2 separate regions of the Podarcis muralis genome follow, and region 1 is linked to region 2. The links are chromatin contacts, called in public Hi-C maps. All regions are on one chromosome and are shown on one strand. The core of a region is the stretch at or near the end of the contact, and the rest is flanking DNA. Distances in the headings are between cores, read along the strand shown.

The links. A called contact is a pair of places that touch in the nucleus more often than the background predicts.
Region 1: a Hi-C map of tail shows a contact between it and region 2, with 4 times the contacts expected there. The contact joins the promoter of RND3 here to the promoter of MMADHC in region 2. A contact is called at or near these places in 2 of 3 Hi-C or Micro-C datasets (blood and tail).

The regions. Positions count from the first base shown.
Region 1 is chr1:102,182,184-102,188,129 of rPodMur119.hap1.1, reverse strand. RND3 (Rho family GTPase 3) reads left to right here and starts at 4,305. Exons shown (of 5, transcript XM_028745750.2): 1 at 4,305-4,610; 2 at 5,302-5,389. The coding sequence starts at 4,461. It overlaps LOC144329184 (a long non-coding RNA gene), which reads right to left and starts at 4,096. Exons shown (of 4, transcript XR_013394603.1): 1 at 3,906-4,096.
Region 2 is chr1:101,921,137-101,926,532 of rPodMur119.hap1.1, reverse strand. It overlaps MMADHC (metabolism of cobalamin associated D), which reads left to right and starts at 2,245. Exons shown (of 8, transcript XM_028745724.2): 1 at 2,245-2,397; 2 at 5,170-5,326. The coding sequence starts at 5,312.

The sequences.
Region 1 (5,946 bases), core at 3,056-5,555, 260 kb before region 2:
TGGCAGGGCAAACCCCCTTCTTTCTTTTGCATCAGTTAGTATTTTGAACTTTATTCGGGGCTTTTTGCCCTGCCAGACAAACTTTGAGATATCCCTCTGCCACTTTCCAAAACATTCCACTCTGTCCACGACCTGCAAGGTTTGAAATAAAAACAACATTTTTGGCAAAACATTCATCTTGACAGCAGCAATTCGGCCCAGCAAGGAAAGCTTCAGTCTCGACCAAGTTTCCAAATCTTTCTTAACTTCTGACCAGCATTTCTCATAATTGTCCTTAAACAAATTCAAATTTCTAGGCGTCAAGTTTACCCCCAGGTATTTCACTTTCTTAACCACAGTTAACTCTGTTTCCTTCTGAAACCCCTCTATTTCTAAAGGCGTCAAGTTTTCCCCCAAAACTTTAGTTTTTTGTTTGTTCAACTTAAATCCTGCCACCCGACCAAATTCTTGTATCAGTTCCAGAACTCTTTTTGTACTAGATTCTGGCTCCTGTAATGTTATTACTAAGTCATCTGCAAATGCTTTCAGTTTATATTGTTTCACTCCGACCGTAATCCCCCGTATTTGCCGGTCCCTCCTGATCATGTTCAGCAAAACCTCCAGGACTGATATAAATAATAGGGGGGATAAGGGGCACCCCTGGCGTGTTCCTTTTTCAATATAAAACTCCTCTGTCACCACATTGTTCACTATCAACTTAGCTTTTTGTTCTGAATAAATTGCTTCTATACCATTTTCAAACCCTCGTCCCACTCCCATCCCTTCCAAGTTTTTCTTCATAAATTTCCAAGAAATATTGTCAAAGGCCTTCTCGGCATCAATAAAGATTAACACTGCTTTAGTGTTAATATTTGTTTGTAAAAGTTCCAGAATATCGATAATATTCCGAGTATTGTCAAACAGATGCCTGCCAGGAAGAAAGCCTGCTTGGTCCTTATGAATTACTTCATTTAACACCTTTTTCAGTCTACTTGCCAAAATGTCTGCAAATATTTTGTAATCCACTCAAGGGATATTCTCAACCCAACCTGGAGAGGTTGGAGATTGAGTCAGGATATTTCTGCAGGCAACGCAGATGCTCCGCCACTTGACTCATGTTGCAACACAGAACCCAAAGTAAGAAATTGTAAGGTAAGATTTGAGACATACTTACCACCATAGATGAACAGTAAGGTAAAGGTAAATGGACCCCTGACCATTAGGTCCAGTCGTGACTGACTCTGGGGTTGCGGCGCTCATCTCGCTTTATTGGCCGAGGGAGCCGACGTACAGCTTCCGGGTCATGTGGCCAGCATGACTAAACTGCTTCTGGCAAACCAGAGCAGAACACGGAAATGGTGTTTACCTTCCCGCCGGAGCGGTACCTATTTATCTACTTGCACTTTGTGCTTTCTAACTGCTAGGTTGGCAGGAGCAGGGACTGATCAATGGGAGCTCAACCCGTCGTGGGGATTCGAACCGCCGACCTTCTGATCGGGAAGTCCTAGGCTCTGTGGTTTAACGCACAGTGCCACCCACGTTCCTAGATGAACAGTAGCCTCCTTTAAATGTTCACATTACAGAGGAAATCCTCTTTTGTTTATTTCAAGCATAATGTCTGGGGCATTTTCACAGATTCACCACAGTGGTAAACAGTGATTTAAGTGACAGAGCCTCCCCTACATTGAAGAGGATACAGTGGAACCTCAAACTTAATCCATTTTGGAAGTCCGTTCGACTCCCAAAACATTCGAAAATCAAGGCACAGCTTCCGATTGGCACAGGTGCCCTGTAAACAATAGCCAACAGCTGCATCGGATGTTCGGCTTCCAAAAAACGTTCAAAAACCGGAACACTTACTTCCAGGTTTTCAGCATTCATGAGCCAATTTGTTCATCAGCTAAGCTGTTCGAGAACCAAGGTTCCACAGTACATTTCTGGAGTTGGACATCAAACATTTAGGGAAAGGGGAAAGGTCCATTCATACAACACAGACAACAACTGGTAGCAAAGAAAGTACCAGGCAGAAAAGGAAAAAGGAATGCAAGGTGGAGAGAAAAAACTACATAGCACAGTACCCCAGCACTAGCCCTGGTTCCCTCAAGGAAACCAGAAGATGAAACGAGAGGTACAAAATTGTCTCCAAACCTATGGAGGCATCCCTTCTCCCCTAGCAATCATGTGCAGGACCACATTTTTAATCACACTGCCTATCCAACCCACATTTTACAGTGGGATTTGATGGGGATGCAAAAATGCTTGGCCTTTATCTGTAAAGCCACTGGTACACATGACTGACAGACCGTAGGCAGGGAACCAATATATGTCAAATTTCAAAGCACCATTTTAGTGGCCACTACATGTGACTTTAGTCACATACAGCGGGTATATGAATCAGCTGTAAGCGTCACAGGCATGAAAAGAATGATGCTTCAAGAGAAATGATCAGGAATCGTATGTGCTCAGTAACAATGACATAAAAGATTTACTTCCTGAAAAGATTTACTTCCTGAGGAGGGAGGGAGACAGCAGACTTTGCATTGTGCAACATCTTCGTATAACTGGACCTAGAAAAGGGCTGATTACATTGACACGAGAGGCACTTCCTGGATAGGTGGAGATTACCCAGCTTTCCTTATCTTAGCAAAGTTCATTCTTCTCATTTATTTTTGGCAAATCTGCCAAAGAAATTTTTCTCCCTCTTTTATCTGAAAATAGCAGAAGAATAACTGATTCACACACTTCGCCAGTTTGAGAACTGTTTTCCCATTCTAAGCTCCTGCACTGATTGAATACATTTTATTCTTTCCCTTTCCTCAGCTTATAAAGAATATATTTTGTCTCACTTTAAGCATAATCAAGCTTGCGCTTTGCAGAACGACTTTACCAAACAGCTATACAGGAGGACCATATCCACTATGGGAATAACAAAACATTGTAACGAAACAAAACAACAACAGTCTAATGACACTTTAAAGGCCAGCAAATTTACTACAGTATAGTAGAAGCTCTGAGAGACTTTATCAGCCGTGGTGGTATCAGATTACATTGCTGTATCTGATGGTCAGTTCCTTTAAGAGATACGCCTTTCACTTTAATATATCTGCAAAAAGTCTCCTCCCCCCTTGGAATCCCTTTCCCAAACACAACTCCTCAGAGCTTGTCCTGTTTGGCTTGTAGCCTTTTCCACCACCACCATGGGCAGCTCCCCCCCCCCGAAAAAATAAGTAAATAAATAAAAATACTTAATTAATGCAGGACCCTAGGTCAACTGGGGAAGAGTTGCACTCCTAGTTCATCAGCATTTTTCTGAAATACTCTCCTCACTATAAGGATGTGGCTTGGCTGCATGTATGTACATTTCAGCAGATAATTCTCTTTCCAAAGCGGTTCACCCCAACACTCTGATTCCAATGAAAACCCCACTTTGCTTCAAAGCCTTCCATGTGCAGCCCTGGGCGTAGCTGCCCTCCACCCCACCCCCAATCAAGTAAATAAAAATACTGAACTGACCAATCTCCCCACAGATACCTTGGTTCAGCTGCTTTTGGGTGAGGAAAGGGAGCATACTGGTAGGGTAAATTTAATTAGTTAATTAATTAATTGCACATACCCACAGACATTAATACCTGCATTAAAGTGTTGCTGGGGTCTGGAGTGCAGGAGAGAGTAGGGGGTGGGGGAGAGGGAGGAAGGGAGGGAGAGATAGTGTGTGTCTGCAGTTGCTCACTGGTGAGGATGGGGCAGGCATGCACTCTGCACGCGACCAGAGGCACGTTGCCTCGCGCCTGCTTCTCCCATCCCTGGGCTCAGTCCTGCGACGGGGGGGGGGGGGAGATTTTTGCCGGGCCTGAGCTTTGCCACAAAATGCCGTTAAGTTAAGCCCGGCAGTCAAAAAAGAAATAAGGCTATCGATTCTACTACACCTCCTTGAAAGTGTCTGTCTCAAGGAACGCGATCGAGCGAGTTTCGTGGCCAAAATATCCTCTCGCCCTTCCTTCGGGTTCCTAAGCAGCAGCAGCAGCAGCTAAAACAAACCGAAGCTGCTTCCTCCTTCCTTGTGCGGAGCCCTCCCTCCGCTTGCTCCAGGTGGCTTTTCTCCCCTAGAGGGCGCGTCGCAGCCGGCCGAAGGCGCCTCCTTGGCCGCGCTTTGCAGGCTCCATAAAAGGACAAGAGGCGGATCGCTTACTTTCTCTCCTTGAGCTCCGGATTGGAAGGCGGCGGGGCATATAAATCCGGGCAGGGCGGAGTGAAACAAAGCAGTTTGCAAGCAGCCGGACCTGCTAGGAGGGAAGGAAGAACTTTAGAGGGGGCGGCGGCGGCAGCGGCAGCAGCAGCAGGAGGGGGGAGAGAAAGGACTTGTCGAGCGCACGGCGGCGAACCGCGCGGTTTCTTCTGCTTTTCTTGGTTTCTGCTCCCCATCGTGCCATTTCGTTGGTTTTGTTTGAGAGAAGACGGGGGGAAGGGCTAAGGACACCTCAATGAAGGAAAGAAGAGCCAGCCAGAAATTATCCAGCAAATCGATCATGGATCCTAATCAAAACGTGAAGTGCAAGATAGTCGTGGTTGGGGATACCCAGTGCGGAAAGACGGCTCTGCTGCACGTCTTTGCCAAGGACTGCTTCCCGGAGGTACGTGTGGACCCGCTTGTCTGAGTTCTAGGAATTTAGCGCTACGTGGTTCTTTTACGAAGTGGAGCGCTGCGATTTCTTTTTGGTTAAAGTTAACTTTCAGCGCTATCTGTTAAATCTGTGGGAAGCCAGTTTAAAGCGGGTGAGACCGTTTTCACAGAAGAGATCCCAGGATGCTTACCCCCCACCCTCACAGGAATCACACACACAAAAAATAAAAATTAAAGCATCTTTAAGACGATCTCTCTCTCTCTCGTGCCCTATTGTGAGCCACGCGTGGAATGCGGGATAGAACTCGAACGTTCTTTCTGCGTTCGAATTAGAGATCCATTCACTGAGGCAGTGCCGGTTCAAGCCTCGCGCCCAGTGGTGGTGGAGGGAAGCTCTTAGATCTCTCCGTATTTTATAGGTCGTGGGTTTCAGCGCCGCGCTGGAATTCACGAGCCCATCCCGCTGGTGTAAGTTGCCTATTTTCAAACGCTTTGTTGGTTTTCAGTGAAAACGGTCCAATCCCTCAGTAGTTAGGAAATGGTTAAACAATTAAGAAGGGCGAGGGGCCAATTTAGGCTGAAATCTCTGTGGTCTCTCCCCCCCCCCCATTGAATTTACAAGAAAGATGTGTTTGATACGCGGTGCAAACTTTCAAGAGATGGTAATCTACTATTTGTGTTTTCTCCCTTTCCTTGCCCAGAACTACGTCCCCACCGTGTTTGAGAATTACACGGCCAGTTTTGAAATAGACACACAAAGGATAGAACTCAGTCTCTGGGATACTTCTGGTAAGGGATTTTCTTGCTCGCAGGAATGCCTGTTCTGTTTCCATGCCATTCTGGTGACTCACATTGGTTTGTATATAATTACAAGCCATTGCTGTAGCCTCTGTTGTTAACACCCTGCAGATGATGTAACTACTTGCCTTTTAGGTTTTTTTTTATTTTACTTTAATGGACTTTAATGCAACCTGACTCCTTTCCCTCCCTGCCCCCTCTTTTTAATTGCAACATTTCTGCATTGTGGTGAGACTGAGACAATCGTGTTTACCTAACTCCCCTTCCCGGCTTGACTCTATAAAGGTTCTTGGGATAATTAACTGAACAGATGGGAGAGGGTTATTATGGCCTATCATGAGCCTTTCGTTTTAATATTTGTCGCCGCTGCTGCGAAAACCAGCATGTGTTCTCCTTTTGGTAATATGTGATTATACAGAAACAAGGAGCTTAGCAGCTACACAAATGCCTAAGTGTGAGAGGATGTTTTCCTTGCTGAGCCGTGTCCTCACTCCTCCTCAGGATCTGCTTCTAAGTGTTCCCCCCAAAAAACCATGCATAGGAAGCCT
Region 2 (5,396 bases), core at 996-3,495:
GGCTCAGTGGTTTAGAACACACTGCTACACTTTAAACTTTTTTAAAAAAAATTCTAGGCATTTTCCAAAGTAGGTTCAGATGTTCCTCAAGATAATGTAAATGAAGATGGATGTCATAGACTGTTTAACAAAAGAGAGAGAGAGTCAGGTTACTATGAATGTAATATTGTGGTAATATCTACTATGGCATTTCAATCTTAAATATAGAATTGCAACAATACTATCTGTGTTACTTAGTTAATGTTGCATTTCATTAATATCCATATGGAATTGGTAGTTAAGCACATCAGAGTGTCATCCATTGATTAGTACAACACTGAAAGGTATGTTACTGTGAAGGCGGCTGCGTACCACAAGGAAGACAAGAGTTTTGCATGGTTATATCTGAATTCATACAGGTCTTCTTCGTTGGAGAGAAACTGTATAAGCAGTACGGCACAGGTATGCCAACATCTTATGCTACATATTGTTTAAGATAACTGCAAGAGAGTAAGTATATCTCTTCTCCAGGAGAAGAGATATACTTACTCTCTTGCAGTTATCTTAAACAGTATGTAGCATAAGATGTTGGCATTTCTCCTGTGGCACCACATAGGCAAAGAGATCCTCCATTGAAGTGTCCCCACTGCACATGGCAACTCTGTTTTGTATAAACACAGCCTGCATCTTTGGGTGATGCTTACAGGGACCATGTTCTTCTGTTGGCCCCAGTTCAGCTTTAGTATAATCTTCTCCAGATGCACGCACCGCCGGAGTTGTTACTGCTGTACCTCAAAAAACAGAATAGGATTTAATTTTACAAGTTGTCACAAGGGTGCACCATAGCTCCACTTCGCACACGGTTTGTTCTGTTTAAAAAAAAAAAGCCTAACCAACTTGAACATAGGTCAGGTGTGCTGCTATGGGCATGTTGATAAGTGTAGTGTAAAAGATCTGCAGGTAGAAGACCAGGTTGCACCAGTTTGTTTGACAAGTGAAGTTTGTGCATGTTAAATAAGAGTTGCTAATGCCAATTCGTGTGTGTGTGTACACACACACATACACACACCTACATTGCATGCATATAATACACCAAATGAGTCTCCTCAAGTGCAAAGGGATGCAGAATTACAGGCCAGCAATGGGTTGCCAGAGATGGCTGGTGTCTGAGCAAACTGCACAAAGAAATTCAGGACGATTCCACAACAAGCAGCACTTCCTGCAGGCTGACCATTTTAAAAAAAACAAGTTTTAAAATCCTGCCACTCTTTGTGAGTTGGGCACATGCTCTGCAAGGTGAAATAAGTAGCAGGTGAGAAACCTTCGGGAAAGGAATGGTCTATGCTTGTAGAAAACAAGGACCGAACAGCCTTGCACTACCACCCACTGGCAGGAATGGGCTGCCGCAGCTGAAAACACACTTGGAAAGGTGTGCGGAAGATGCCATAGTATCTGCCATAGTGGGATGTTTTTTGTCTATTGTTTGTTTGTTTCCGGTTGGTTTTAATGTATCTATTGGGGGTGGGTATTGTTTTTATTTGTAAGGCATTTTGGCAAGATAAAGCAACAAGTTTAATAAATAATAATAAATAATAGTATCCTGGGTGCTTAAAGATCTTTTGCTGCGACACAACCTGAAGGCGCTTCCAAGCAGGCATTTATTGTAGCCTAGGTTCCCACGCATACAAGATGTGTATACACCTGTGTTTGTGTGTTGCAGTGTTCACAGGACGTCCTTGCCATTAAAACGCCACCCCATTTTTTTTAACCATTTAATGCGGATGTATCCCTCTTTTTGCAAGGAGATAAGTGAAACAAAAATTGTGCATGTCCCGTTTGCAATAATATCTCAGCTACCCATTTGCAAACCATGTGGAAACACCCTAACACTGTCAGCCCCTCTGGGAGGGAAAAGAAGAAAGAAAAGAAAATAATTTCTGATACGGAAAGCAAACCACTGGGCTGAGAAGCTGCTCCGGAGGCTACCCAGTTACTCCACTCGGGTTGCGCCTCTTTTGCACCCCGCGCGCCTTAAACAAAACTGCACCAACCAACCGGGGCGGGCAAAGCCTCTCTGCTGACTCCGCCCACTCTCCGCATCGACGCGGAAGCACTCGACTAGGCAAGCCCTTTCGAGGATTCGACAATCTCTCTCTCTCCCTCCTTGTCAGCCGGCTGCTCCGTCATTAGAGACGTCGGCTCGATTGCTCCGGCCTGCCCGCAAGCCGGCTAAGCAGGAAAAAAAAGGGGGGAGGAGTCGCGCGTCGAGCGTCTCGTTTTCTCTCCCCGCCGACACCTTTTCCCTCTTTCTTTCCCCCCCTCCCACCACCCTTTGGAAGCGACGGAGGCGAGGATCGATTGCTTTGGCCCGGGGGTTGCCATTTTACAGGAACAAACAGAACGTGAAAAGAAAAAGAGGTAACGAGCCCGGTCAGCCGCGTCTCCCTCCCTCCAGCTGCCCCCCCCCGCCAAATGGAACTTCCCGACACCCCCCCCCCCGCTTAAGCTTTGGGCCAGAGGCGTCCTCAGGCCCCGCTCCCACCTTCGCCCCCCCCACCGCCTCCCCTTCAGATAAGCGCTGTCCCTACGCACACGGCTCCTCAATGCGGACTAGCCGCTTCAGTTCCCAGTCTCAAACCATCCCGTCGCCCTTGGACCCCAGACGGGGGTTGGGGAGCAGGTGTAGGGCTGGATTTAGGTTTGATGGGGCCCTAAGCTACTGAAGGTAATGGGGCCCTTCATATGTCCAGCTATAATTTGTCAACAACAAATTGTCGCTGTTTTTTGTGTTGAATATATGCTATATGGTAATCTATGGACCTAATAGGTCCATACACAACGCAAAAGACTTGCTGTATGTAGGTTTTATTTTACATACGCTTCAGGTTACAGACGCTTCAGGTTACAGACTCCGCTAACCCAGAAATTGTACCTTGGGTTAAGAACTTTGCTTCAGGATGAGAACACAAATCGTGCTCCGGTGGCAGTGGGAGGCCCCATTAGCTAAAGGGTGCTTCAGGTTAAGAACAGTTTCAGGTTAAGAACAGACCTCTGGAACGAATTAAGTATGTAACCAGAGGTACCACTGTATTTGTTTTTTTATCTTAAAAAAAGGTAAATGGACCCCTGAACGTTAGGTCCAGTTGCGAATGACTCTGGGGTTGCGGCACTCATCTCGCTTTACTGGCCGAGGGAGCTGGCGTTTGTCCACAGACAGCTTCCGGGTCATGTGGCCAGCATGACTAAGCCGCTTCTGGCGAACCAGAGCAGCGCACGGAAATGCCGTTTACCTTCCCGCCGGAGCGGTACCTATTTATCTACTTGCACTTTGAGGTGCTTTCGAACTTCTAGGCTCACAGGAGCAGGGACTGAGCAACGGGAGCTCTTACATTTTGGAAATGTACATCCAGGTTTTTTCCTTTAATTTTTTTGGGGCCCCAAAGAGAGCGGGGCCCTAAGCTATAGCATGTTTAGCTTATACAGTACATAAATCCAGCACTGATGCAGGTGGGATCCTCACTGGCCAGCAGTGAACAGCCGCCCAGTGGCAGGACCGGGGAGCCTCCCGTATTTGCGCAGCAGCTACTGCAAGTCCAAGGTCCCTTGTTGCTTTTGTTGTTAGAAAGAGTTGCGTCTCTTCCAGTGTTTCTCCGATGAAAATAGGGATGTCCTTCTCCATAATAATAATAATAATAATAATAATTTTTATCATTATTATTCTGTGAACTGCTCTGAGACCTCCAGGTATAGGGCGGTATATAAATTCAACTAATAATTATAAAAAAATATTATTTATATACTCCGCCCTTCAGACTGGATTGCCCCAGTCACCCAGGGCGGCTTCTAACATACATAAAAACAAAATTATTATTATTTATTGAATTTATATACTGCTCTATACCCTGGGGTCTCAGGGCAATTCACAGAATAAAATCAAGCTATAAAACCACAAAATACCTAATAAAAATTGAAACAACAACCCAGTAACACCTCCCCTCCACACAAAAAACCCCAACACATTTTAAAATGGCATAGGATGTAAATCGGATCAACCAAAGGCCTGGTTAACGTTAAACATTAAAAAAAACAAAAACCACCACTTCCCTATATAGGGTGCCTTCAGATGTCTTCTAAATGTTGTATAGGTACTTATCTCTTTGGCTGGGGGGTGTCACTTAACTCCATACCCTCCAACGTTTCTCTGATGAAAATAGGGACATCCTAAGGAAAAGCAGGACATTCCGGGATCAAGTCAGAAACCGGGACAGCTTCTGTAAACTCAGGAAGGTCCCTGGAAAATAGGGTCACTTGGAGGGTCTGGGGCGATCATCATCTAAATAAAATAAAAAAGAAAGCCCCTAATGCATCACTTCGGCCCGAGGTGTGCACTGGCTAAGCATGAGGCAGAAAACAGCACCACATTTTTTTGTGTATGTACTGTATAGGAGATTGGAAAGAAACCTGATTCTGGGGTGGTTAAAGGGAGTGAAGCCAGCAATGGTAATTTTACCTGGCAGTGAGGTGGGGAGAAAATGGGTTATTGGGCAAGGAGGTTTCTGGTTTCTTGTCTCTTCCCATTTGTCATCATGAAGCTGTCCTAGTCCTCTTCAAAATTGTTTTCATGGGCACCAGAATGGTCAGATCTCTTAACAACCTAAAAGAGTTTTTCAGGCATCTGCAGCTTGTGAATTGCCTGCAATGTGTGCCAGTGTTAAAAAGGAAGCGTGAAAGAGAAATAAGTTCCCATCTGTCAAGAGTTTCAAGGAAATTATTCAAAAGTAGTATGCGTTAGCATCTCAGAATCACAAGTTCCTTTTTGTGTTTCAACTTTAGTGTTGAAATTTTAAAAGAATTTAAAATTCACATGGACAGTGTTTAACTAGTGCTCTGGAGGTGACAAAGACAGATCTCCAATTGAACAGGGTGTAAATTTTACAAACAGGTTTCTTTACTTTCTGAGCCTGCTTTTTTTAAGGTTTGCATTACCATTAAAAAAATTCTCTGCACAATGGAAAGGCTAGAGATTTAGATGTTTAACTGAATGTAAATTCCAAAACTGTAGTCATGCAACAATTTATAAGCTATTGACATACACTTTCCCCTCCTGCTGAAGCAAAATAATATCTGCATCCCTTTGTAGTTTTGTGGTAAAGTGAAAAAAAAAACATTGTTCTGGTTTGTTTTGCACAGGTTCTAACAGCTGGTTCAGGCAGTTCTCGGAAGTGTTTGGGCATGGATCCTTAACAAGTTGCAGCTCAGGCCCAACGTGTCTGACCAGCCACTCTGGTGTGTATGTCTCTGTTTTAGGAAAAATCTTTAGACGAAGATACCCATGCAAATGGCCACTGTAAGTAATATTGCTGTTTTCAGTGTTTGTTAAGAATGCCATACAAATGTCTCTAAGTGTGTTCCTGTTT